4 separate regions of the Sus scrofa genome follow, and regions 1, 2 and 3 are each linked to region 4. Evidence: chromatin contacts called from public HiChIP or PLAC-seq data. All regions are on one chromosome and are shown on one strand. The core of a region is the stretch at or near the end of the contact, and the rest is flanking DNA. Distances in the headings are between cores, read along the strand shown. Region 1 has its middle 78 kb from the start of MAP3K1. Region 2 has its middle 25 kb from the start of ANKRD55. Region 3 overlaps LOC106506500 (a long non-coding RNA gene). Region 4 overlaps ANKRD55 (ankyrin repeat domain-containing protein 55).

Region 1 (6,039 bases), core at 330-2,829, 250 kb before region 4:
TGTCGCATAAGCCTTAATGGTTCCCACTAGTGAGAGTGCCCAGGTCCTGAGTGAGAGTTGTACGCTTATTACATATTGATTATGTTTTAGGTAAGAAATATCATGTTCTGTTTCATCTTTTGCTTCTCTATTTTCTGTGAGATTTTGTTTTTTGCCCTCTTCAATTTTGCTAACTATGAGGCAATTCATGGATTTAACTGGACAGATTGATAAGGGATTATATTACAAATTGGGACCATGACCTTGGAAAAATAATCTGTTTGAGGATTGGAGGTTATTATATTTTTTCGTTTAACTGAATTTTAATGAGTTATTTCAATAAAATATTCAAGAGTTAGAAAGGCAGTTAAGAATCCCCAACTGTGCATCCTCTGAAGTTCAAATGTTTTCAGATTCGGGCTCAGATTATAACTAGTCACAGCCATTTGTGCCTAGTCAGGGATTGTCATTCCTGACAGACATAAATTATATAAAGCCTACAAGTTATCCACTCAATGTGCTGAACACAAAGCTCCCATAAAAATGAACAATACATGTATCATATGAAACACGATAAAGGATGATACACTCCACTGGGATGTTTTGATAAAGCTAGTTTGGAGAAATCAGTTTTGCCAACCCTCAGTTAGCAAAGATCTATGATTCAAAACAGGATTTCCTGTATGCTACCAGAAACATCCGTGACTCTTGTTTTTTTTTTTTTTTTTTTTTTTTTTCTTGGCCGGTTCTGCTAAATTTCCCCATTTGGAACTTTCAGTCTCTTGCACACATTTTTCCCAAGCCCCGCATATAGTATGTGGGGCTCTGCCTTGCAGAATGGCACCTCGCCAAAAGGAAGAGTGAAGGCCTGATATCTAACCATGTGCCCTCTCAAGTTTGTGTGTATTCAGAAAAAGGGGTACTTCTTCCTAATTTGTATAAAGTTGCATGGCTAACAGAGGCTCTACTGGCCTCTCAATGTCTTTTCTTATCTGTGTTCTCCCCCATACCCTATTTTTCTCTGTCTGGTCACCCTCTTAACATCTATGCCTCTCCAGCTGTCCACAGGCCATTCCGAAGCTCCCTCACCTTCTTGTTTCCAAGGAACCACTTCTAACTCCAATATCTTTTATAAGATCTATTCACATGTATTCTTAATAGCATCATTCAAAATGCATGAGGGAAAACAAACTTCACTGGCTCAATGTGTTGATTTTCATAACTATAAAAGGGGAAAGCTAGGTTGAGCTGAAATGTAAAATTATCAAGAGCAAAACAGGAAACAAATGTTTGCTCAGCCAACCATTTCCTACTGAGGGCTCTCGGTGGAACGTGGTCTATGAAGAGTTGGCTGTTCAGCCTTAAACAGATTGAAGTGATCCGTGGCAGGGGGAAGAACACCAAAGCCAAGGGCTGCCTGGAAGCGCGGGGGAGCGCCAGACCCCTGAGCTGCTGCAGAAAGGCTGACTGTGAGGGCCCGCATCTGTGTTGAAGGGAAGTCTTTGAAAGCTATCTTTTTAACAGGATGATTGTGAAAGCTACGAAGAGGAAAAAAAAAAAAAAAAAAAAAAAAAGGCAGCACAAAACTGCCACTTGAGCATTGCTTCCTGTCCATGTCGCTCTAGCTCTTTGCTGACGGATATTCTTAGGCCTTCTTTGGCTTCAAAGGTTTCCTCTTTTCTATTTTTGGTAGCAGAACGTGGATTTAGATCTGCCTTACCCCTCTCGACTACTAGTCTGTGCCCCCAAAGAGAGTAGGGCTGCTGTTTTCTGTTAGAGATCAGTTCTCTTTCTTTTCAGCACCTCCAAATGATTTTTAATATTAAGGACATAGATTTATGGGAAGGAGTCATTGAGTTTTCAAACTGATTTGTAGTCTCCTAATTTGCACATTCCTTTCTCTAACAGGGGCATCTCAGAGATCATCTCCAGTAACAGGGGCTTGACTTCTGTGATGAGTGAGAGAATCCAGGTTGGGGAAACAGCCCCAGAACGACCAAAAAGTAAGCAAGGATGATTTGCATTGGAGTAACATGGAATTGATTAAGCACAATCCCATTTGGGAAAGAAAGAACTGATGCCTCTGTAATCTAAGATTAGCTTAATTTACACGGACTACAACAAAAACTGCAAGTTTTTGGAGTGCTCTGTAATGCTGAGGACCCTGACCTGTGGAAAGGAAAACACATTATGTCAAAGCAGCATTTCTAATTTCATGGGTGTTTAGTTTCATGCCCTCTATTTCTCAAGTCACTTCTGTTTTTCCTGATTTCATGACCACCCACCCAACTCTGCTGGCCCACGAATAATAACAACCTTGCACGAGTTGTCTTTTATGTCCATAAAACCCAACTTTCTTTTTTTTTTTTTTAATTTTTAAAGAAGTATTTAGTCCTCCCATAAAAATATGGGGCCGCCCACTTGGCTGAAGGCAGAGCTGGGGCCCAAGAATGCTGCCCTGCAGCCCAGCTGCCTCTGCCCACGTGGTCTTCAGCAGGGTCCCTCTCAGGGCTTTAAAAGGGTGACAATCTTATGCTTGAAGAGGATTATCCTGGCAAGTTGTAAACTGAAGAATCAGGCGGGTCTCCCCACCACCCCCAAGGTTATCCACATGCATCTGCATCTGGTTTGACCTTCACAACCCTCTAGAAACCATGAACCCACACCCCATGAATATTCTCCTTGTGCCATTGGTTTTATTTTGTTTTGCAAAGAGCAAAACGAACAGAACATTTTGGGATTGAGGGGGAGGGGTGGCATTTGGAGAATTAATTCTAGGCACTTTGCAAATGGATAACTGACAAGGAAAAAGCCCCTAGTCTAGGTCACAGTAGTGGGTTTCCAGTACTGGAGAAGGTGTCTTTAAATATATTTTACATAATGGGTTTGAGCAGCAGGCAGCATTATCTGCTAAGTGGCTGTAGTGACAGTGAGCTAAAAAGCTACATAATGGAGTTAAAAAGAAAGCCTCCCTTAACTTTTTTTTCCAGAGCATTTTTACCCTGCGGAATTTTTTAGGGGTTATTTTAAATGTGTCCCAATGTCAGACTTGTTCAGAAAGAGCGTTTGTGTCTCCCAAGAGAATGATGATTTGCGCTCCCTCCCTCTCTCAGCAAAATGTTAACTTTTAATAGACTATCTAGCCTTTTCTGTATAGAGTGTGTCCTCCCTCAGAATTCCTATGCAAATATTCAAACTCTGGGACTGGGAGAAGGTTAAAAGGAATTGAAGAAGTCTATAGTGGCTCTTTCTGAGATGCACTCCAACACTTGGCAGGATGAGGTGTTCATAGCAGGTGCTGGATTTGCTATAAATGGACAATTTATAAACAGAGCTGACAACTGGGAAAACAGAGCGGTGGGGAATGCTGGCATTCCAGGGGCCAGCGGTTGATTTCCTATCAGATGGTCCTCAGCATGGAATTATTGATAGCCACTGCTCTGAAAGCAAGCCAGTTGGCTGACGCATAAAAGGGCCGTACCTCAATTCATGCCTGATCTGCTGCTAGATATTTTAAATAGGTCAGTGCAAATTAGCTTCTTCAGGTTGGTATTTCCTTAATTAGCAGTTTAATTGCAAAGCCCCCACCACTACCACCACCTCGACTGAATCTAAAGCTCTTCCTTCTCTGTAATGCCGGATGGGTCTGAAGGAAACAAAAGAGGAGCTGAGGGCAGAGGGCCGAGGGGAAGGATTCAGAGCACTTTGTTTAGTGCCCAGGGTCAGCACAGAACCTGGCAAAGGCAAGTCTTGCGTGCATCCGAGGGCAGTATTTTTGGCCCTGTCTCCTGGGGGAGAAAGGAGCTGAGCCTTTGAGCACTGAGCCCTCTTATTTCTCTTTTGCTGTTTGTCACAGGCTACCAGTCCACTAGGACATTCCTGAGCCCCCTCAGCAAGGTTCTGCTTTCCAAATACTCATGGTGCTTTCCAGGGATCACATCTGTAATTTCTGTTGTCTCTGTTTTTTTGACCCCCCCTACCACTACCGGCCATGAAATGTTTGGTGGTGGTTCCTGGATAGACAGCACTGGATGATGTTCCTGTGTGTATCTCCACAGCCTTACATTGGTGCAGAGTTCTCCTGAGGGCTAGTGGAGTGGCCCTATCTGTTTGTTCTAGCTGTATGAGTGGCTTTTCCAGGGGACATTTGTTTGGCTGGGTCTCTACTTTTCTCCCAACCACACCCTATTGTTGCTCTCTACAGAGGAACAGACGGAGGGCCTGATTGTGCAAAGACCTTTGACTGCCTTACAAGGAGTGAAAATGGCACAGGCCCGAGATTCAGTTATTGAACTGGTTGCCCATCCCAACACGAGGCTTGGCTGAACAGGAGGCCTGTGGGATATAAAGCACAGGACTTTGAGGGAATCCAGAAGAGGGACTGTTTGGTGCGACATAATGACAAACACACATGAATTAGAGAGGAAGTGGAGGCATTGAGGCAATTGATACTTTTGTTAGTGGCGGGAGGTCTTTGTGAGTGGACAGGCCTGACAGGTTGTAATGAACATATTTTTACAAAGAACTGTACCAGGGTCAGGAGATACAAGGAAGCACAGGCAGGACTTTATGATGCTCTTAAGGAGATACGCCATGTTTTTGTGAAAGGACTGTAAAATGGGAGCAGCAGGACATGTCAAAGCCATGCATGACAAGGGAAGGTTCTAGAAGTGTCCAGGAAATGCTGGTGGGTGAGGGAAGGATTGACAACAAAGACAGGACTGAAGTGGGGTTTGGGGAGTAGGAGTACATCAGTAATTGGAAATGTGAAAAGGAGACTTTCCAGGTGGCTGGATTCCATGCTGAGAGCCTGGTGTAGGAGCTGGCCCCAGCTCGGGAGGAGAAAAGAGACTTTCTGGGTGGTAAGGCAGAAGGGTCCCACAGTTCCGGAGGTCACACAGAGTGGGCAGTGCATCTTGTTGGGCTGTCTCCCCAGGGAGGGCGGGGAGGAAAGCATTATGTCAGGAAGGTGAAGGCAGAGGAGAGAGTGGCAGTCACTGCAGGAGGACCTCGCCACGTCCAATCTCACAGTGACCGAGGCTGAGTCTGCAGAGATTCGGGGACTGCATGGTGAGCCCCACCAAGCTGCCCTGCGCAGACAGAGCACACTTCCTCCCTCCCAGCCCCTGCTCACCCTTCTACTTGGCCAGGGCCACACAAGCTTCTGCTTACGGAGTTTCCCCACAAGCTCAGAGCCAAAGCGAAACAAAGACAGATTCATTTTTTCAAAGTTCACTGTCTGACTCTTGGATTCGCATTAGTGTCGCCTTGATTGATCTGAGGCCTTCCTGGACATTTGGATAATTGCCTAATTTCATAGCTAACTCAGAAGGGCATCTTTGAGATCTGGGAGCATCTGCTCGCTTCAAAGACAGTTGAAGAAAGCGCTACGGATCTGATCTGGGATGGGAGTGGAGTCTGCCTGGTCAGGGAGGGCTCACCTACTAACCTCCCCACCCCCGCCTCCCAGGGAGGAAATGAATGTGGAACACTTTTTCCTGACACTCCCCCCACCCCACCCCCGCCATGTTATGACACACTCCAGTGTGTGGCCTGGAGACAAACAGCTTGGGCATCGCCTGGGAGTTTGTGAAAAATACAGAACCTGAAGCTCCACCCTAGGCCTCCTGGTTTGGGATCTGAGAGTTTTGCAAGATCCTGAGGGATTTAGATGTGTATCAGAATTTAGAAGTGCTAAGGATCACCTGTGGAGTTTTAAGACATTCCCTGGCATAGTGCCTACCCTAGGCAGATTAAGTCAGATGCTGTAGGGGTGGAGCCCTGGCACTGGGTAATTTTTTTTGTGTGTTTCCAGATGATTCCATGAGCAGCTTGAAAACCACTGGCCAGGGTGAGCCACTCTGTTTCCAAGGCACCAAATTCCCCTCATGTTGTAAAACAAAACACCAGTAACCTTTTAGCCACAGACCCAGACGGAGTGAAAATAATGCTGACTAAGCATTTATCCAGAAGCTGGTTAGGAAACTCCTGGCCAAGAGCAGACAGAACCACTGAATTCATTTGAAAGTGTCAAGACAGTGGTTTGTTAACATCCCCAGT
Region 2 (6,622 bases), core at 2,975-5,474, 140 kb before region 4:
CAGTAAGACAATTTATGCTTTTTCTTTTCACTCCTGGTTGAAGTTTTCAAAGATCAGGAGATTAAGGCCGTCTTAAATCTTAAATACTGTCTGTGTTCGCGACTGAAGCCCGACTAGCCTTGCCATTTTGTTACAGAAATTTAAATTACATTAGACGCAGCAAAAGAACAATATTAATAATGTAGAATACCAAAATCAGTATGATAAATGATAGATTGAGAAATATCACCAAAGTGGCCAAAGCCTGAATTACAGGAGATTAGAGATGAAATTATGGATATAAAGAATATCCAGTGGAGTTCCAGGACACAGAAAAGATCAATTCATGGACAAGAGAATAGAAAAAAAGGAGTTCCTGTCATGGGTCAGTGGTTAATGAATCCGACTAGGAACCATGAGGTTGCGGGTTCGATCCTGGGCCTCGCTCAGTGGGTTAAGGATCTGGCATTGCCGTGAGCTGTGCTGTAGGTCAAAGACACAGGTCGGATCTGGTGTTGCTGTGGCTCTGGCATAGGCCAGTGGCTGCAGCTCTGATTAGACCCCTATCTTGGGAATCTCCACATGCCGTGGGTGTGGCCCTAAAAAAGACAGAAAGACAAAAAAAATATATATATATATTAAAAGATCCAAAGACATAACAGAAGAAAAATTTCCTGAAATTAAAGTCTTCAGTTTTCAGATTAAAAGGGTTTATGGTGGCTCAGGAAAATTTAATAAATAACAACTCACATTTTAAGATATATTCTGGTGACATTAAGAAACATCAAAAAAGAAAAGGAAAAGAATTTCTATAGTGTCCACAAGTAGAAAACAGGTTGCTATCATTTTTGTCTTCTCGCCACCTCCATAAACTTCTACCCACAAGAACAGAAACAGCCATACAATTCAGACTAATCTCAGATTCTTCAGGAACATTTTCAGATGAAAGACAGTAAAATAACATCTATAGAATGTTAAGGGGGAAAATATCACCCAGCCAAGGTGTCATTCTCAGGTGGGGCCAATACTGAAACATGATCAGGAATTATTCACAAACTCTGGAAAATTTCTTGAAAACATAACCAGTAAGAAAAATAATAATGTAAAAAGAAAGAAACTAAATTTATAAATGAAATCAAAAGAACTGGGAAAAAAAAAAAACCAGAACTGATTTAGCTTTGAAAGTAAGGGCAATATTTTAAATTGAAAGTATAGAAAATCTTCTATACTGAAACCTGAAATAAACATCTGTAAAATGTGAGTAAGCCGGTGGTAAAGAGGAACTATTAGAGGCCAGAACAGAAGAGTGATTCCACAGGAGGATGTGACCTTGGAGTGGTGTCTGCCTTGTGCACCATCTCCTTATGCTGATCTCTGGTGGATTTTGCCTAGATTTTAATGGGCCAGATGGATTCAAGGGATAGGAGCAAAAACTGGTGCTTAATCATTGTGAGGGTAAATTAAAGGGTTTTGAATAAATTTGGGACTTCTAAAAGATATCACCTTCATTAGGTACAAGATGAAGGAAGCAAGGAAAGACTATTCAGTTGCAAGTGGGGGGACAATTGGTTGTCCTTATAAAGGATAAAAAATGGAAAATGCTTTCCTCTGCATATCTTAGATGAAATCAGTTCAAAGATGGATTTGATAGAGTCACAGTTTCCTCTGTCCCTGTCTCACCACAGCAAAGCATTGGAATGGTGGACTTTTTATAGATGTGAAGCCGAAGTTCATTTTCAGAGAGGGAGAGAAGACTCACGTGCATGCAGATTAAAAAGAGGGCCTGCAATAGTCTTTATACCCCAGAATGCTGACTGAGTGAAGACCCAGTTTGATCTAATTGGTTTGAGGCAGGATATCTTATGGGGGAACAGGTTATATAGAGAGGAGGGGTGAGGAATGAGCGACATTCCTTCTCTAGCAGGGAATGAGCAGCCCAGGCTGGTCAAGGTGGGGGAAGGGACATTACAGTGCGACACGGCCAGAGGCTTTTGGGTTTAATCTCTTTCAAGTGAACTTCAAGCCTGTAACAGATTCATAACTCAAAAATTGAAAGTCAGAATTTAAAAGCTTTCAGTAAAAATAGAGACTATCTCTATGGTTTCAGAATAGGGGAAGATTTCATATACAAAAAAGATACTAATGATAAAGGAAAATTTTATTATATAGTACATAATTATGTACATATAATTTAACATTACATTATATATTGTTTAGGAAAATGCACATGTGATAACTATAAACTATAAAGAAAACCAAAGGAATGGTTTAATGCTTATTCAGTATAAGATTATCTTGAGGGCAGTGAGAGGATAGGCCAGAAAGAGAAACACCACAGGGGCATCAAAGGTCAGAGCATAGTGGAGGGGGCATGGGAAGGGTATCATTTTGTTTTACTGCATATATATATAGTATATATCTAGTATATAGTACATATATAGTATATATTTTAAATACATATGTGTGGGTTAACTGGGCTCAGCCGGGCAATTCTGGCTTGGGGGGTCTTTCAGGTAGATATTGGCTGGCGCTACCCATTCATCGTTGCTCTCCGCTGTGGTCAGTAGCTGCTACTGGCTATTTGTTGGAAGTCCAGCTGGGGTTGTCTGCCAGAATGCTCACATGTGACTTCCTGTGAGGTTTGGGCTTCTCTTAGTGTGGAGGCTGGTTTCAGGAGGAAGCATTCCACCAATGAGTGTTCCCTAAGACCCAGGGGATACTGCTAGGCTCTAATGAACTAGCCTCAAAAGTCATACAGCTTTGTTTCTGCCATATTTATTGTCCATCTCGTTACTAAAGCCAGCTGAGATTCAAATAGAGAAGTGGAATGCACCAATTGATGGGAGAAGCAGCATGTGTGTGTAGGAAGGGGAGCCATTTTTGGAGAGTATTTGCTACCTCCACCTAGCTGTTGCCTGCTTATCGAGTTAGGGGACACTGTCAGGGGACGTGGGGCTCAGGGTTCCGGGAAGGACGCACATCTATGCTATTGGTTCTTGGTTTTAAACCACTTGGTGTTCAGTGGCCGTGTAATTTGTGTTTTTGACCATGTTTGTTTGTTTGCTTGTTTGTTTAAATTATAATTTCTTTTCCCTAACCAGCTTACTTTGGGCGGTCTAAAGTGATTTACCTTTTGCAAATGACTGGCTTTGGTATTCCTCCTTAAATTCATTTGGACAGTGGAGGTGGCATATGAAAAATGATAGCCAGCACCTGTCTCCCCTCCCCCGCAACTTAACCTCCTTGCTGCTCTTCAGTTATAGACAATTTCGCCATGTTCCATGCAGGGTGTGTGTAGGTGGTTGAAGGGGCTGTCACTACACTGGGAAAATGCTTTGAATTTGAAAGACAGTTTTGTACTTACTTGAAGGCTTTTATTTGTGAGCTTGAGCAGTCCCAAGTGTCCTTGTATACAAGCCCTGCCTTTGCTTAACTCCTATTATTATCTTGCCTTGGAAGGTCATGCCAACTGCTTAATTACACAGAGAGTTATGAAACAGCTAGGGCACCAGAACATTATTCAACTGTGGGTTCCTAAAGGAAAATAAACTCTCCTTACACTGAGGTCAGCTGCCAATAAACTAGGCATGTTTGGCTGTTCGTGGCCACATGCATAGCTCCCTTGAATAAAGGGATTCCATGGCTGGGCAAAAATCCTGGATTCACCTTTCCTAGCAGCACCAGCGGTTACAGCATAATAGAACCATTTTAATTCGGAGAGAGATTAAATCTGAGTACTTCGAGTCAGACTTTTCCTTTCATTGAATATAAACAATAAAAATTCTCCATGAAGGCTTTCCTGCTTCACTAAGAAATAGGCTAATACATTTCATGGTATACCCTTAATCAAACATCAGGCTCAACAAAAATGTGCATTCATTAAAGACATGATTGTTTAGTTAAAGGTTCCCATAGTCCATCTGCCCCTCAGCCATCCACCTACAGGAAGAAAAACTGTGAACTAAGCAAACTCATGTTCAGAGAGGTGAGGGTTTTTGTTTGATTCAACCTGTCAGATTCCTGTTGCGGCCCAACTCTCACCTTGAGAACACACAGACTGGCCTTTCATGCATTGCCTTTGCTTTATCTGTCTTCAGGCAGGAGAATGTGCTAATTCTAAAAAAAAATTTTTGCAAAATTAGATGCTCAAAGAGAAACAGAACAGAAACAGACCCTTTGAGAAAGAGCTCCTCTCCTGAAGAAGTGTTTTTCACAAACCACTGAGATAGCTACAAACTCTTGCTCTTACAGGAAATAGCTTGCCCTGTTGCATAGGGTGGGGCCCTCTCTTATTTCTCTAAACACTTTCGGAGAAAAAAAATAACCAAAACAGGCTCAAATGCCAAAGACTACTTTAACCCTCAAATCCCAGAACCCAAGGTCAACTGAAGGTCACAAGCCAGTGCTTAAGCCAGAAAGTTGGCAAGCTCTCCAGGCAGTGTCTGTTCCTTCTGAAATCTATAGCTAAAATTGAAACCGTGGAAACACTGCTCACTTGTTCTAAGTCAGAGGTACCTGTGATTTATTAAGTGGTTTGAGGTGCTAGTCAGGGCATTAAGTTAAATATTGAAAAAGGCTCCTGCTCCCACCCCTGCCCCTCCTTCTTGAAACAAATTTAGACCATATCAAAGTTTTTATAAAGACATTCCTAATAGCATTGTGCTGTAAATTCTGTCTGATCCAACCTTCAAATATTTATGTAAACTGAAATATGTCTGGAAAGAAATCAAAACAAAACAAATATGTTCCCCAACCCATTCCCCAGCTCCCTCCTCCCTCATTTACATTCAAGTGTAAATCTCTCCAACTGGCTCCCAACTGTTAGGGCTGGTTAATTAGTGATAATTGCAGAGACTATTTCTTTGAATGCATTGAAGGGCTTATGTCTTGCAAGCAATTTAGCCTGGAGTTTTCAGCACATGAGAAATGCATTGGTAGCAGTTTTTGATTTTTCTTTTTTAAAAAGATCATTACAGATAAGAGCAGTTGATTTAGTCTCCCTACAATCTGCTGTATTAATAATGAGTGCTTTTAAAACATTTACAGGTTTGTCACCCTGTTTTGTTCCTTAAGCTGTGAACCTAGCCTTTACTGTCATTAGAGTGAGATGTTTCTCCTGGGATCATTTTGGGTGAAGTGCTTAAACTCAGTTTCAGATGCAGTTTGCTAATGATAATTTGCGTCACTTGCAAGTTGTAGCAACATCAGGATCTCATGGTCTATCTTTTGGCTCCTGATACCATGTAATTAGAGAGAGTGGAAAACAGGAAAGATTTTTAAAGTGACTGTACTCATATTACAGTTCTGAAACCCAGGGGAAGAAAAGAGGAACCATTATTTGTGTTAATGATGGAATATTCTAATACTCTCAAAGGTACTTGGTAACCTTTTGATATGGGAATAAAAAATGGAAGTTAATGGGTTTTAACCCTCACAAAATTGATTTGTTTATGTTACAGTTGTTTGGGGTTTTTATTTACTCATTCAACATTTACTTACACTGTGCTGTGTTTAGAGAGATGAGCGTAAGGAAGAGAGAATGAGGCACAGAGCCTGCTTCACTCACATAACATATCTTATTTGAGGATTGTTGTAATCCTGTGAGGTATACAGGGACATGTTCATTATCTCATTTTTGCAGGTGAGGAAATTGAAGCTTGGAGAGGTTAAGTGACTTTTCTGGGGACACACAGCTAGTGAGGGTCAAGATGAGGAATCAAGGCTCTGACTTCAAGCCTAGTCTTTCTTTGCACATTGAGGTCTCAATGGTAGGGAAATGGGGAAAATGCAGCTAGGCTTGTGAAAACAAAACAGCAGCCACGGCCACATGTTGCCAGCTTGTTAGGGACTGTACACACCAGAACTAAATCTTCTGGGCACTGAGAAGTGCAAATAAATAGGGAGAAAACTGGGATGATGGCAGCACCTGAAGCCTTCACCCAGAGCATCTTCCCTTCCTTTGCTACATCCTTATCTCACCTTACACCTCATACCCTGACATAAGCAGGGAAGGTAGCCCCCTCTGCCCTTGCCATGCTCCTTCTAAATTGCATTGTGCAGAGCTTTGAAGACACTGGAGTCTGCATGACAGGACACTGCAGATGAAGTGAATAGCGTGTGAGACTCTAGTGGAGGATGATGGCAATTGATTTTCTTGTCTTGAGCAGGAAGCTGGATTGAAGCAAGAGATGTGGGAAGTTTTAGGAGTATTGAGCCAGAGTGGTAGTGCTGATGGTGACCGCTCTGTGACCAGGATCGGGCTGGCTTCATGGACATAGGACCTGTGCAGACAGCACTTAGATTTTATTGATGCTCTGTCATCACCACCTTGTAATTCCTAATGCTTTCTTAATAAGGGGCCCAAAATTTTCATTTTGTACTGAGCCCTGCAGGTTATGTAGCCCATCATGACCAGTGTTTTACCTCATTGTTTATGCTGATTCAGTATTTGGGCATTAGACCAGTATTAGTATTATGGAGTATTAAACCAGTTTGAGTATTAAACTACTATTGAAAATTAATGAGAGTTAGACCACTGATACTGTTCAGACTGGATGTTGGATCAACTGGAGAAGGCAAGAATGAAAGAAGAGCGACCTGTTTTTCTTATACATCAGTTGACACAAAGTAACCTTAGCTTGGT
Region 3 (6,186 bases), core at 1,368-3,867, 170 kb before region 4:
AATGAGAAAATGCATGTATATGTCTTATGCCAGAGCCTGTCATGGAGCAGATCCTTAGTAAGCTGCAACCACACTTATTGTTATCAACACATAGAAGGCCACCAGTTCAAAGAATTGGGGACAGATGAATTGCTGACCCTCATTAATCTTTTTTTTTTTTTTTTTTTTTTTTTTGCTTTTTAGGGTTGCACCTGTGGCATATGGAGGTTCCCAGACTAGGGTTGAATCTGAGCTACAACTGCTGGCCTTCACCACAGCCACAGCAATGCAGGATCCAAGCTGCATCTGCTACCTACACCACAGCTCAAGGCAATACCAGATCCTCAACCCACTGAGCGAGACCCAGGATCAAACCCAAAACCTCATGGTTCCTAGTCAGATTCATTTCCGCTGAGCCACAATGGGAATTCCTAGAGATCATAAATCTTGAGGTATCTCATGGTCTCTGCCCTTGGCTTGTTGTGTAACTCCTGTTACTTGCCTGTATCTGGGAGTGGGGGTAGATGAGACTTGGCATGACGGCAGGTCATATGATAAGGACTTGGAAGGGGTGTGGTTGACTGGAAGCTCTACAGGATATAGGTTGTTTACTCACCTGAGTGACTCAGTTTGAGGCTGCTTACGTTTATAGGATCCATTACAGAGAGGTGGTGGCTAGACTCACACTTGAGCCCCAGGCTTTGAGAAGAACAGGGACAAACTAGAGGATGTTATGGTGTGATGAATGTTCTCTGAACCCCTGTCCTGAGGTCCAGTGAAGGGGATAGAGAGATAGATTTGGGGAAGTTGGGGAGAGGGTAATTGACTCAAGCTTCCAGGAATATGAGGGTTGTTCCAGGGTAAAAGCCAAGACTACTGGGTGGAAGTTCTGGGGAGGCATTTTCAGCTCTATTGCCAGTTTGGATGAAAGTGGTAGAACTGTCTAGAAATTCGAAATAGAACAGTGCAAAAGTCCTAGAAATGTTCAAGCTGGGCAGGCTGATTCCCAGGGAAGCTAAGGAAAGCTTCCGCTCAGGAGCACATGGAAGGACTCTTAGTACAGTGTTGTGGGTGGAAGTGACAGCCCAGGAAGATTTTCCCGAGGCAGAAGTCCCCAAGAAGGAGTAGACATTAGGCAGACAAGGTTTGGAGTGTGGGTGGGAAGAGGAACAGGGAAGGAGAGGGTATGGTGGGTGCTGGGAACTGCAAGTATGACTGGGCGTGGTTGTGATGGGGAGAGAATAGTGTGGAGAACAGATCTTCCACGGGTTTTTTATATTATCTTAAGGAGACAGGACTTTATTCTGAGAAAGACTTTAAGTAAGGCAGTGACATGGCCAGATGATGTTGTAAGAAGGATTACACTCACACCATCCAAAGCCTAAAAGGAAGAAGAGAATCAACATTTACTGAGAACCCACTGTGAAGTGGATGCTTCAGATAAAAGACATTATCTCCCACTCACAACCCCCCTCTGAATGAGTCACCATCTTCATTTTACAGTCAAGGACATTAAGGACCAGAGAGGTTTAGTGACTTTCTCAACATTGCTCAGATATTAAGTGACTAAGCAAATACTTAAAAGCAAATAGGTCTGGTCTCAAAGTCTGTGCTTTGTTTCATTTAAGTAAAAATGAAACAAATCAGAACAAATCCCTTTTTGAAAATCTAACCAAATCTCAAATGCTAGGAGGAATATTACTTGTGTATTTTCTAAGATGGCAGTACACCCAAAGGTGCCTAGCCATGAACCACGCACGCCCTTTTCCTGTGACCTACTGCTGTCAGACCGTCTCCCTTCTGTCTGGAGATAATTAGACAAGAGCCAAACTGACACTCTTTCCCAGGAATTTGGGATTGGGATTCTGAGGGAGCCAGTTTGTTTAGCGGCTGGTCTCTTGGTTACTAAGGCGCAGCCACGTCTTCCCATGTGGACGGAGAAGCAGAGAAGACAGATTGCAAAGAGAGAAGAATTCAGATGAATAAGCAGAGAGGAGACACAGAGATGATCCTGCTAAGACTTTCAGTTCTTTTTTTTTTAATAAATATTTTTATCTTATTTTATTTTTTTGTCTTTTATGTCATTTCTTGGGCCGCTCCCGTGGCATATGGAGGTTCCCAGGCTAGGGGTCTAATCGGAACTATAGCCGCCGGCCTGCACCAGAGCCACAGCAACGCGGGATCCGAGCCACGTCTGCAACCTACACCACAGGTCACGGCAACGCCAGATCCTTAACCCACTAAGCAAGGGCAGGGATCGAACCCGCAACCTCATGGTTCCTAGATGGATTCGTTAACCACTGCGCCACGATGGGAACTCCAGACTTTCAGTTCTTACAGTCCATCTGAATTCCCTGAGCCCCCCTATACCTGCATAACATATTTCTCCTTAGGTTTAAGCCAGCTAGAATTACTTTGTGTTTAGAGGGAAGGAGATAGATTCATCAGAGTTCCTAAGGGGGACTGAGGAAGGCTTGCAGTGAGAGAATGTAGACTCCATTCCCCCACTGAAAACGGGGCTGAAGACTGTGGAGAGCCTGCTGTGACCTGACCTAAGTAAGGCCCCAGAGAGCTACTAACCTTGCGAAATGAAATGCCTGGGGTTTCCTGTGAGGACAGAAAAGGGGGTGGAGTCTGAGAACATCCTGCTGCAGAGCTCCACCCAGACACTGCTCAGGAAGCAGCCGGGCACAGGCAAAGAGGAGACTGTGGGATGGAGGCAGGACAGTCGTGGGGAGAGGATGGACCTATCTCAGGCCTCCGGAAGGGGGTTTAGGTCAAGGTTAACAAATCCAAGAGAGTAAAAAGGCTTGAGCAGGCATCTGGTTTATAACTGAAGTCAGAGGATTAACGAATATAATATTGCAAGGTTATTTCTTTATAGGCTGTACCCACAGCATGTGGAAGTTCCCAGGCTAGGGATTGAACCCGAGCCACAGCTGTAACCAGAGTCACAGCAGCGACAACACTGGATCCTTAACCCACTGGGCCATGAGGTAGCTGCAGTTTTATTTTAAAGAAGCAATCCATGAAGGTATTCTTGTAAAATTCCAAGTGAAAAATGAAAGCCCCCCCATTCATCCCCCAAATATAAAAGTGCAGGTGAGAGAGGAGCACACTGCACTGTCCTTCCTCCCAGTGGATGCAATAACAAACCTGGGGCAGGATTTGCTTTCACTTAGCATCTAATAAACATATATTAAGCATTATCTCTTATCTCATAAAACATTTTTGTTTGTTTTTTGAGAGGAAGGTACAGAGATTTCTTATATATCCCCTGGCTACCACCCCCATCTACATAGCCTCCCCCATTATCAACATCCTCCACCAGAGCGGTACATTTGTTAGAATTGATGAGCCTCTATCGACACATCATAATTACCCACAGTCCACAGTTTACATTAAGTTCACTTCTGCTGTTGTAGATTCTGTACAAATGTATAATGACATGAATCCAGCATTACAGTATCACACAGAGTAGTTTCACTGCCCTAAAAATCCTCCGTGTTCCCCCTATTCATCCCTACCTATACTGATCTTTTTACTGTCTCTATAGTTTTGCCTTTTCCAGAGCATTATATGGTTGGAATCATATCACAGGAAGGATTCTAATCCTCCTCGTCTCTTCCCCACACTGGGTACAGCCAAGAGAGAGGGGCCTGTTGGTGCCAGATCAGCTGGTGCCCCGCGCCCACCCACCTCCCTGCTGATCTGCTCCCAGCTGCACCCAAACTAGTCCACATCTCAAGGAAGCAGGGTGGAGCCTAGTGGCTGCTTATTCCAAAATTCCACGTTATTGCCCTGCAATCAGGCTTTTTCAACTCTTTTTTAGTGAGTCACTGGGACCTTCAAAAGATTAAATTTTTGTCTTCTCAACTATTCTGATATGGAGATTTCCTCTGAATTGGTATGTTTATATATATCAATATAACAGCTCTATATCAAAGGTTTTGTCTGTTTGAAGGATTGTCAGTTGCGACTGGTTAGGTGAATCTTGTGTTTATCTTGGGGAGTTCTTGGGCACCAGAGAAATGTTAGCAAGCAGCACAGCAGGTATAGCCAGAGTTTAGTTTGTTTATTTATTGATTTAAAAATCTATGTTTAAAAAACATACTTGGTAAAAAATCAAGACAAACAGAATATTTTTAGATAAAAAATAAAATCCTCTCTTTCTTTGTCTCCAATCCCACTGAATATTTGTTCCACCCCCCCACCCCCAATTCACTTACTGAAATCCTAACCCTCAAAGGTGATGGTATTAGAAGGTAAGCCTTTGAAAGGTGTTTAGGTCATGAGGGCAGTGCCCTTGTAAACAAGAGACCTCTAACCCCTTCACCATGTGAAGACATTGCAAGCAGGTGCCAGCTATGAAGCAGGATGGTGACCCTCACCATGCAGAAGGTAACCATGCTGGTGCCTTGATCTTAGACCTCTGGCCTCCAGAACTGTGAGCAATAACTTTTTGTTGCTATAAGCCACCTGAGTATTTTGTTATAGAAGCCCAAGCAAACTAGGACATCTACCTTTACCAATGTCTTTAATGTCCTCTCCGAATTTTTAAAATCAATGTAATAGCATATACATGCACATTCTTTTTGGGTTTTGAATTGCAAATAACATTTCATTGACAGAGTTTCCATCTTTGTACATGTATCTGTGTGCTTTTATATCAATAGAATGTATCTCTCGGTGCAATTTCTGCATCAAAGTTTATGCACATTTTAAAAATTTTGCTAGATGCTGCTAAATTTATTTGCAGAAAACTATATTACGGAGCTCCTGTCGTGGCACAGAGGAAACGAATCCAACTGGAAACCATGAGGTTGTGGGTTCAATCCCTGGCCTCATTCAGTGGGTTGGGGATCCGGTGTTGCCGTGAGCTGTGGTGTAGGTTGCAGACGCAGCTCAGATCTGGTGTTGCTATGGCTCTGGCATAGGCTGGCAGCAACATCTCCAATTGGACCTCTAGCCTGGGAACCTCCATGTGCTGCGGGTGCAGCCCTGAAAAAAAAAAAAAAGACAAAACTATATTGCTAAGAATTCCCATCAGCAGTATGTGACCCCTGTTTCTCCTTATGCTTACCAACCCTGGGGATGACCAAACCTTTAGTATTTTCCAATCTGGTAGGAAAAAGCAGTAACTTGTTTTGATTTTTATCTTTTCAATATTGAATGGTCTTTTTTTTTTCTTTTCCTTTTTTTTTTTTTTTTTTTGACCTTTTGCCTTTTCTAGGGCCGCTTCCCGTGGCATATGGAGATGTGGTGTAGGTTGCAGACGCGGCTGGGCTCCCACTTTGCTGTGGCTCTGGTGTAGGCCAGTGGCTACAGCTCCGATTAGACCCCTAGCCTGGGAACCTCCATATGCCATGGGAGCAGCCCTAGAAAAGGCAAAAGTCAAAAAAAAAAAAAAAGAAAGAAAGAAAGAAAGAAACTATACCTTTGTCAGTCAGATATGTTGCTAGGACTTTTCTCCAGTTTTTAATTTGTCTTTTGACTTTGTTTATGATGCACTCTTTATTTGCCATATGAAATTTGATTTATTTATTTATTTGTTTGGTAGGCACATTCAGCAGTCTTTTCCTGTATGATGGCCTGAGTATAATACCTCATGATGGGAGGAAGAACACCAAGAAGGTCTTCAAGGAGAGGGTGAGATACAGCTCAGCTACAGATTCACTAGGATGGTAGCATTGCACTAGGATTTCTCTGGAATCATAAAAAAGAGCAGTGCAAAGAAACTTCTTTTGGAGTTCCCACTGTGGTTCATCAGGTTAAGAAGCTGACATAATGTCCGTGAGGATGTGGGTTTGATCCCTGGCCTCATTCAGTGTGTTAAGTACCCAGTGTTGCCACAAGCAAGTCACAGACATGGTTTGGATCCTGTGTTGCTGTAGCTGTGGCCAGCAGCTGCAGCTCCGATTTGACTGCTAACTTGAAACTGCCATATGCCTCAAATGCAGCCCAAAAAAGAAAAGAAACTTCTTTTGTCCTACATTGGGGTGGGGTAAGAGGATGTTATAGTAGGGAGGGTGAAGAGTTGGAAGGAAAGAACATCCCCAGATGCAGCCCGGCAAGGCAAGAGGAGAATAGAAGCTAAGTAGGAAGTGAAGGAGGCAGTCTGCTCTCAAGCTTCCAAATCTGACTTGGGATGTGGGCTGGGTGGGGTGCAGTGAGGAGGTTAACTGCAGGTGTGGGTTGACCACTTTC
Region 4 (5,718 bases), core at 2,161-4,660:
TCTTTCACTTAGCATAAAAATTCAGAGGTTTATCCATATTGTAGTATGTACTCCATTCCTTTTTCTTTTTGGCTTAATTATATTCCATTTTATATATATGCCACATTTTGTTTATCCATTTGTCAGTTGATGGACATTTTGGTTCTTTTCACCCTTTGGCTACTGTGAATAGTGCTGTTCTGAACATTGGTGCAAAAGCACGTGTTTGAATACCTACTTTCACTCCTTATGTGTGCATACTTAGGAGTAAAATTGCTGGATCATGTGGTAATTCTATGTTTAACTTTTTAAAGAATTACCAAATTGTTTTCCATAGCTGCTGTACTACATTATGTTCAGTAGAGACTTTTATTTTGAAAAATAGTCCTGATGGTTGAAAATTTCTCTCCCTTTTTGTTTGGGGGGGAGTTGCACTTGCAACATGCAGAAGTTCCAAGGCCAGGGATCAAACCCATACCACAGAAGTGACCCAAGCCACTGCAGTGATAACACCAGATCCTTAACCCACTTAAGCCACACAGAAACTGAAATTTCCTCCTTTTTGACCCATATTGGTCAGTGGATTGGAGGGACAACAGGGTTAGGGCCTGGATCCCTCTGCCTCTTTAACCCTTAGTTGTAGTAAGACACTAACTCTGCCCTTTGAAAAGCTCACTCTACTAAACCAGTAGGGAAATGGGAGGGACGAAGTGGGAGGAGTGTACAGAAGCCTCCTGAATATGACCAAATCCAAACAAGAGGCCATTCTGTAGACCATTCTGTATATATGGTTTTGAATTCTAATTGCTTTCTTGAAAGAGAACCATGGCATCCTTGTGTGTTTATTCATGGTAGTAACTGACCACAATTTTGAGGTCTCTTGAGTATTTTCTGCCTGAAGTTGTATTAAAAGCAACTCGAAGGGCAGCATGTGTCAGAAATCCCTCTTGGGGAGCAGGGTAGATTAGGCTTTTTAGGAGCACCTGCCATAGAGGTGAGTCGGCGGGGCAAGGAAGTTATTGTAGTAGCTAGAAGAGTAAGATTTGAGGAAGATTATGGAGGGTCAGGGCCATGAAAACTCCCATGTCTGCCATTAGACCTGAGGAGTAAGGACAGAGCAGAAGCAGGAGACAGAGCAAACCCTCAGGGGTCGGGGGCAGGTCTGCAATCTAATAAGACAGAGACAAAGGATTCTGGATGAGGTATTAACTGTGAATGGGGTTGGGATGCCCAAGCTTGTTCTTCTCAGGGATTTTTTCTATTGAGTATGGAGACAGAGTAATAGACAGAATCAGAACAGCTTTCTCAACAGGTACCTGTGAGAGCTTATTAAATGAGTATTAGAGAATGATTGAAGTTTACCTAGATGTCTTTGCAAAGATACTGTTATCAAGAATAGACTGTAAAATTTGTGACCTGGTGAATGCAGAGCCTCCTTCCTCTGAAAATAGTCGCCATTGTTCATATTCTTTTCTATATTATCCAAAACTATAAAAAGAATAACTAGATCTCAAACATATCCTCAATTTACTCCTAAAAGGGGGCTACTTTTCATTTTCCTGAAGCATTGTGGTAAACAATGCCCCGTAGTGGATAGCTGAATATAAAAACCCTAAGTAGTTCATTTTAGGCCGAAGGTAACTACTGCTTTCTGCCCTCATATCTCTTTCTTTGATGGGAATTCCACCAAAACTTCAAGGTATGGGAAATTTTGTGGGAGGTTGAGGGCATCCTAAGACTTGACTGGGAATCTTTGGGATGACTAAAGGGCAGGTCCTGCTAGGTCACAGAAGCCTTACTCAGCAGGGCTAATATATTTAGGTTTCCAAACCCTCACAGGGCACAAAGGGTCTTTCCAGCAACTTCTTTGTTCCTCTAGGTCAAGAACCAGCTTTGTTCCTTAGAATAGAGCAATGTTTTTTGTTTTTGGTTTGTTTGTTTGTTTTTGTTTTCTTTTGGCCACCCCCACAGCATGCAGAAGTTCCTCGGCCAGGGCTTGAACTCACGTCACAGCAGTGACCAGAGCCACAGCAGCAGCAACACCAGATCCTTAACCTGCTAAGCCACCAGGAAACTACAGAATAGAGCAGTATTTATAGAAGCGTCAACTTAGGGGACTTTGTGCCCTTAGCCATGGAATACCTCATCCAGCTCTCCAAAGCTCTTCTCTGTAGGTGCTAAGCTGGAAGAAATTTCTTCTGGAGCTCAAGCCAGAGGCTCATAGCTCTGGCTGTGTTGTTAATGGCAGTATACTGAGTAAGAGATGTATGGGAGATGGGAACGTGGAGTCCAGGATTAAGAGACATGGGCTCCTTGGAGACCTCTGGAGAAGGGATCAGTGAACTGACCATGGACAGTGTCTCGTACCAGGATGTACAAACAGCAGATTTGACTCCCTCCACCCTTCTTTCCTTTGTGGGAGTCATGTACAACTTGGAAAGCAGATCAAGGACATCCTGGCTCCCAGCTGATGGCTCCACCTGCAGCCTAGTGGCCTGGAGGCCACCTGTTCCCCAGCCAGCAGGCAGAGGTCCCCAAGTTCACAGAGCTAACTCCCCTTCCCCTGGATTTCTGCTCTCTTGTGGAATCCCCTTTCCAGACCTCTTCCTTCATAGGCAGCTCTTTTCAGGCCTCCCTTAAGATTGAAATCCAAGTTTGGCGGGGAGCAAAAAAGTGAAAGCTCACATCTAACAGCAGCAGGGACCAGCTGCTGGGTCAACTTTCCTGAAAACATGGCTTCCTGGGGAGTGCCTGGAGCATCTCAGAATCCGCCACCTGACATCCTGCCAATTTTTCTAATTGTCTTTTTAAAAATGATAACATGAAAATAAGATGTTTTGATTTGAAAGAAAGAGAGAAGAAACTAACTATTAAGGTTCTCTGTGGCCAGAGAAGTTAGAGGGAAAATTTTAGGAACACCCTGAAAGCTTTTTAATTATATTTACTGGGCCACTCTGCCAGGGGAAAGATGATAAGTCTTTTGCGCCTAATGCACAATTCAGAGTCCTGTGTGCCTAATAGGGTGACACAAATGTCTGTGTTTCTTTTTGCTCTGACCAAAAGCCTTAGGGAGGGGCCACCCCAGGGGACGGTCTGGGAGGGGGATGGCCATGCCAGTTTGTTCAGTTCTCCCCCCACCAAACTCGTTCCCAGCCAGGGCCAAGCCAGTGGGGGCCTGAAAGGCTGTGGGCTACAGCCCAGCAGCCGAGGGGTCCTGGGGGGGGGGGGGAGGTGCGGGGCACTGAGACGGTTCAGTCCTCCCAACTTGGAGAGATACCGAGCCGAGCTTTCCTAGCGTGGGCTCAGCCTGAATCACTCCCTGTGATGCTTTTGCCAAATGAAACTGTAGGGGGAGGTGGAGGGGAGGTTGTCCAGCGACTCCCTCTCCTCCCCCCGCTGCTCTCTTGCCCTCCCTGGCTGGGGAAGCACTGGGCCGAGGTCAGCTGGCTGCCTTTGTGGCTGCTTCCCAGGAAGGAAGAAGCGTTGTCTGCAGATCAGTTTATCAGCTGGCTTTCCTGTGCCGGAGCGCCGCCGTTTTCCGGGGACGGCTGCCACCCCCGTGATTCCCAGCCAGGGCTGCTGGTGGTGCGTGAGAGCCGGATAAAAAGGCCATTGTGAGGCCGCTCAGAATCCAGGTTCCTTATCAAATTATCCACCAGCGAGAAAGACATTCTGCCCTTGCTGCCTATCATCTCAGCTTTTCTCTTCTCTCTCTGCAATTACAGCCATTTCGGTTTTTGCTGTTATTTTGGTTTGGGGCTCCCCACCCCCAGCCAGTTTTTAAGGGACTATCCGGAAATTAATTTACTTGTACATACTATGTGAAGCCAGGACTCCGGGCATGGCTTCTAACAGGGTTTTCACCGGAGTTTTGGTTTACAGCCTTGTATTTAGCGTCCATGGCTTTAGTATATGATGTTTCCACTTGCTCAAGCCGCACACAGGCACATCATTCAACAGCAGCTGCAAGTCCTAGGGAGGCAATTCTGTAGGGCTTTAGATCCTGTGGGGGTTTTCTTATTGTTGATTTGGGGTTTTGTGGATCCTGTGTGTGTGTGTGTGTGTGTTGGGGGTGGGTATTTTTAGGTGATTTTCAACTGCTTTATGGACTGAGGACTTGAAGGAGAAAAAAACATGAGTGGAAACTGATTACCTGTTGGAGGCTGTGAGGAAGTGGGGAAGTTCTAGGGAAGGCTAACGCTGAGATGTTGATAGCATCTGTTTTCTGTTTTAATCCGCAGCAGCCCACCTGACAACCGAAGGTTTGGTGATCCTTGGTACTAGACTTGATTTTAAGGGCCTATGACCTGTGTGGTTGCACTGGGTCCCTTGCTCAGAGGGCACCCATGCTTAGTTTAATATTCTGCCATCATAATCTTGAAAAACTTAATCATTTTTGAAAAGGACTGTGCATTTTCTTTTCGCACTGGGATTTGCAAATTATGTAGCGGGTCCTGTAAGTAGGAGCTCAAGTTCATTTGAATAAGTGTTTGAATATGTTCCCATTTGAGATAAAATGCTGAAGGTGATTCCCTTGGTTTTCAAAATATCTGCTACTGCCATTCTGACGGATTAGAGGATGTTCTACAAACTAACTGGGTCACCTGGCATAGTGGCAACTGCAGTGAGTGGAGCAAGAAAATGCATCCAGGCAAGACTTGCTTCATTTTCTGCCTGCTCACAGTTCTTATTTTAGGAAGCTTAGTATGTACACTCCTGAAAGACCTATCAATTCCATAATGAGATGCTCATTTGTACCGTTATCACCTCTCTTTCTTTTCATCCACTCTGAAATGACTGGCTTCCACATCTGCTGGTCAGATCAGCATTGGAAAATGGACTCATCCTATCAAAAATCTCCCCCCTTTTTGGAGACTGTGTTTAACACCTTTAGCACCTAAGCAACTCTTGGGAAAATACTCTGAATCTGCAACTTGGCCCTCCTGAGAGACAAGGAGGAAAAGTTGGAAAATTCATAATAAACAAGCAAAATGCTAGTTTTCTAGTAATATTTCTATAAGAAACAGTTGTCCTGGTTTAATAAGAGTAGATCCACTTATTTGTTTATTCCTTCTCATTAATTTATGACTTTACTTTTTATTCACTAAACAGATTCCGTAGGACTGGTCACTAGACAACAGCTCATGATACAATAAAAAAGAAAGAGATTCAGAATAGTGGGTCTGTAAACAAGTAAACACAGTACTGACATGTTACAGGTGCTGAAACAGAAGTATTTATCAAGATACTCATCATTCATGAGTTTGCTCATCATTCATGAGTATATTTTTCTTCATGAACCTTAATTTTATTACTATTGTTAATAGACCAACAGCATAAAGTAACTGACATGTGCTAAGCATTGTACAAGCAATTTCTCAGCTATCTCAAAATATAATGAGTTAGGTCCGTTTGTAAACCCCGTTGTGTAGAAAAAACTGAGGCTGGAACATGAAAAAATTGCTCAAGGCCACAGAGTTCGTAAGAGGTAGGGTCAGGATTTGCTACAGCTGTCCTCCTCCAAAGTGTGCCTTCTTGAGGGAGGCCACACTGCCTCCAGTGACACAGCTGCAGTGCCATGTATAATTATGTTTGTACAGAGTATCAGAAGAGTGCCATCTACTGTGGCACGTGATCACCTTCCTTTTCACTAAATACACTGGGACTAGCACTCCAGAAGAGAGTGCTGTGTTCTCCCCTTACCAGTAAGATCATACCTTTTGCTTCAACAATTTATGG

The links. HiChIP or PLAC-seq counts read pairs in DNA pulled down with a chosen protein or histone mark.
Region 1: an H3K27ac HiChIP or PLAC-seq map of alveolar macrophages shows a contact between it and region 4. The contact joins two enhancer-like sites. A contact is called at or near these places in 3 of 47 Hi-C or Micro-C datasets (alveolar macrophages, embryonic fibroblasts and liver) and 2 of 2 datasets of contacts at active chromatin or transcription factors (alveolar macrophages and skeletal muscle).
Region 2: a contact with region 4 is called in an H3K27ac HiChIP or PLAC-seq map of alveolar macrophages. The contact joins two enhancer-like sites. A contact is called at or near these places in 2 of 2 datasets of contacts at active chromatin or transcription factors (alveolar macrophages and skeletal muscle).
Region 3: an H3K27ac HiChIP or PLAC-seq map of alveolar macrophages shows a contact between it and region 4. The contact joins two enhancer-like sites. A contact is called at or near these places in 2 of 2 datasets of contacts at active chromatin or transcription factors (alveolar macrophages and skeletal muscle).

What each region holds. Positions count from the first base shown.
Region 1 is chr16:35,791,336-35,797,374 of Sscrofa11.1, reverse strand. No RefSeq gene overlaps it. Among named protein-coding and RNA genes, the nearest start is that of MAP3K1, 78 kb to the left of the region's middle. Within about 2 kb of position 1,579, at least 34 of the 83 cell types and tissues checked have an H3K27ac peak or open chromatin away from gene starts, as enhancers often do. A contact at or near this core is called in alveolar macrophages, liver and skeletal muscle, where this site is marked.
Region 2 is chr16:35,681,078-35,687,699 of Sscrofa11.1, reverse strand. No RefSeq gene overlaps it. Among named protein-coding and RNA genes, the nearest start is that of ANKRD55, 25 kb to the right of the region's middle. Within about 2 kb of position 4,224, at least 25 of the 83 cell types and tissues checked have an H3K27ac peak or open chromatin away from gene starts, as enhancers often do. A contact at or near this core is called in alveolar macrophages, where this site is marked.
Region 3 is chr16:35,704,697-35,710,882 of Sscrofa11.1, reverse strand. LOC106506500 (a long non-coding RNA gene) reads left to right here. Exons shown (of 6, transcript XR_002339583.1): 2 at 5,540-5,628. Among named protein-coding and RNA genes, the nearest start is that of ANKRD55, 48 kb to the right of the region's middle. Within about 2 kb of position 2,617, at least 19 of the 83 cell types and tissues checked have an H3K27ac peak or open chromatin away from gene starts, as enhancers often do. A contact at or near this core is called in alveolar macrophages, where this site is marked.
Region 4 is chr16:35,539,628-35,545,345 of Sscrofa11.1, reverse strand. All of the region lies in intron 2 of ANKRD55 (ankyrin repeat domain-containing protein 55), which reads left to right. Among named protein-coding and RNA genes, the nearest start is that of ANKRD55, 120 kb to the left of the region's middle. Within about 2 kb of position 3,410, at least 41 of the 83 cell types and tissues checked have an H3K27ac peak or open chromatin away from gene starts, as enhancers often do. A contact at or near this core is called in alveolar macrophages, liver and skeletal muscle, where this site is marked.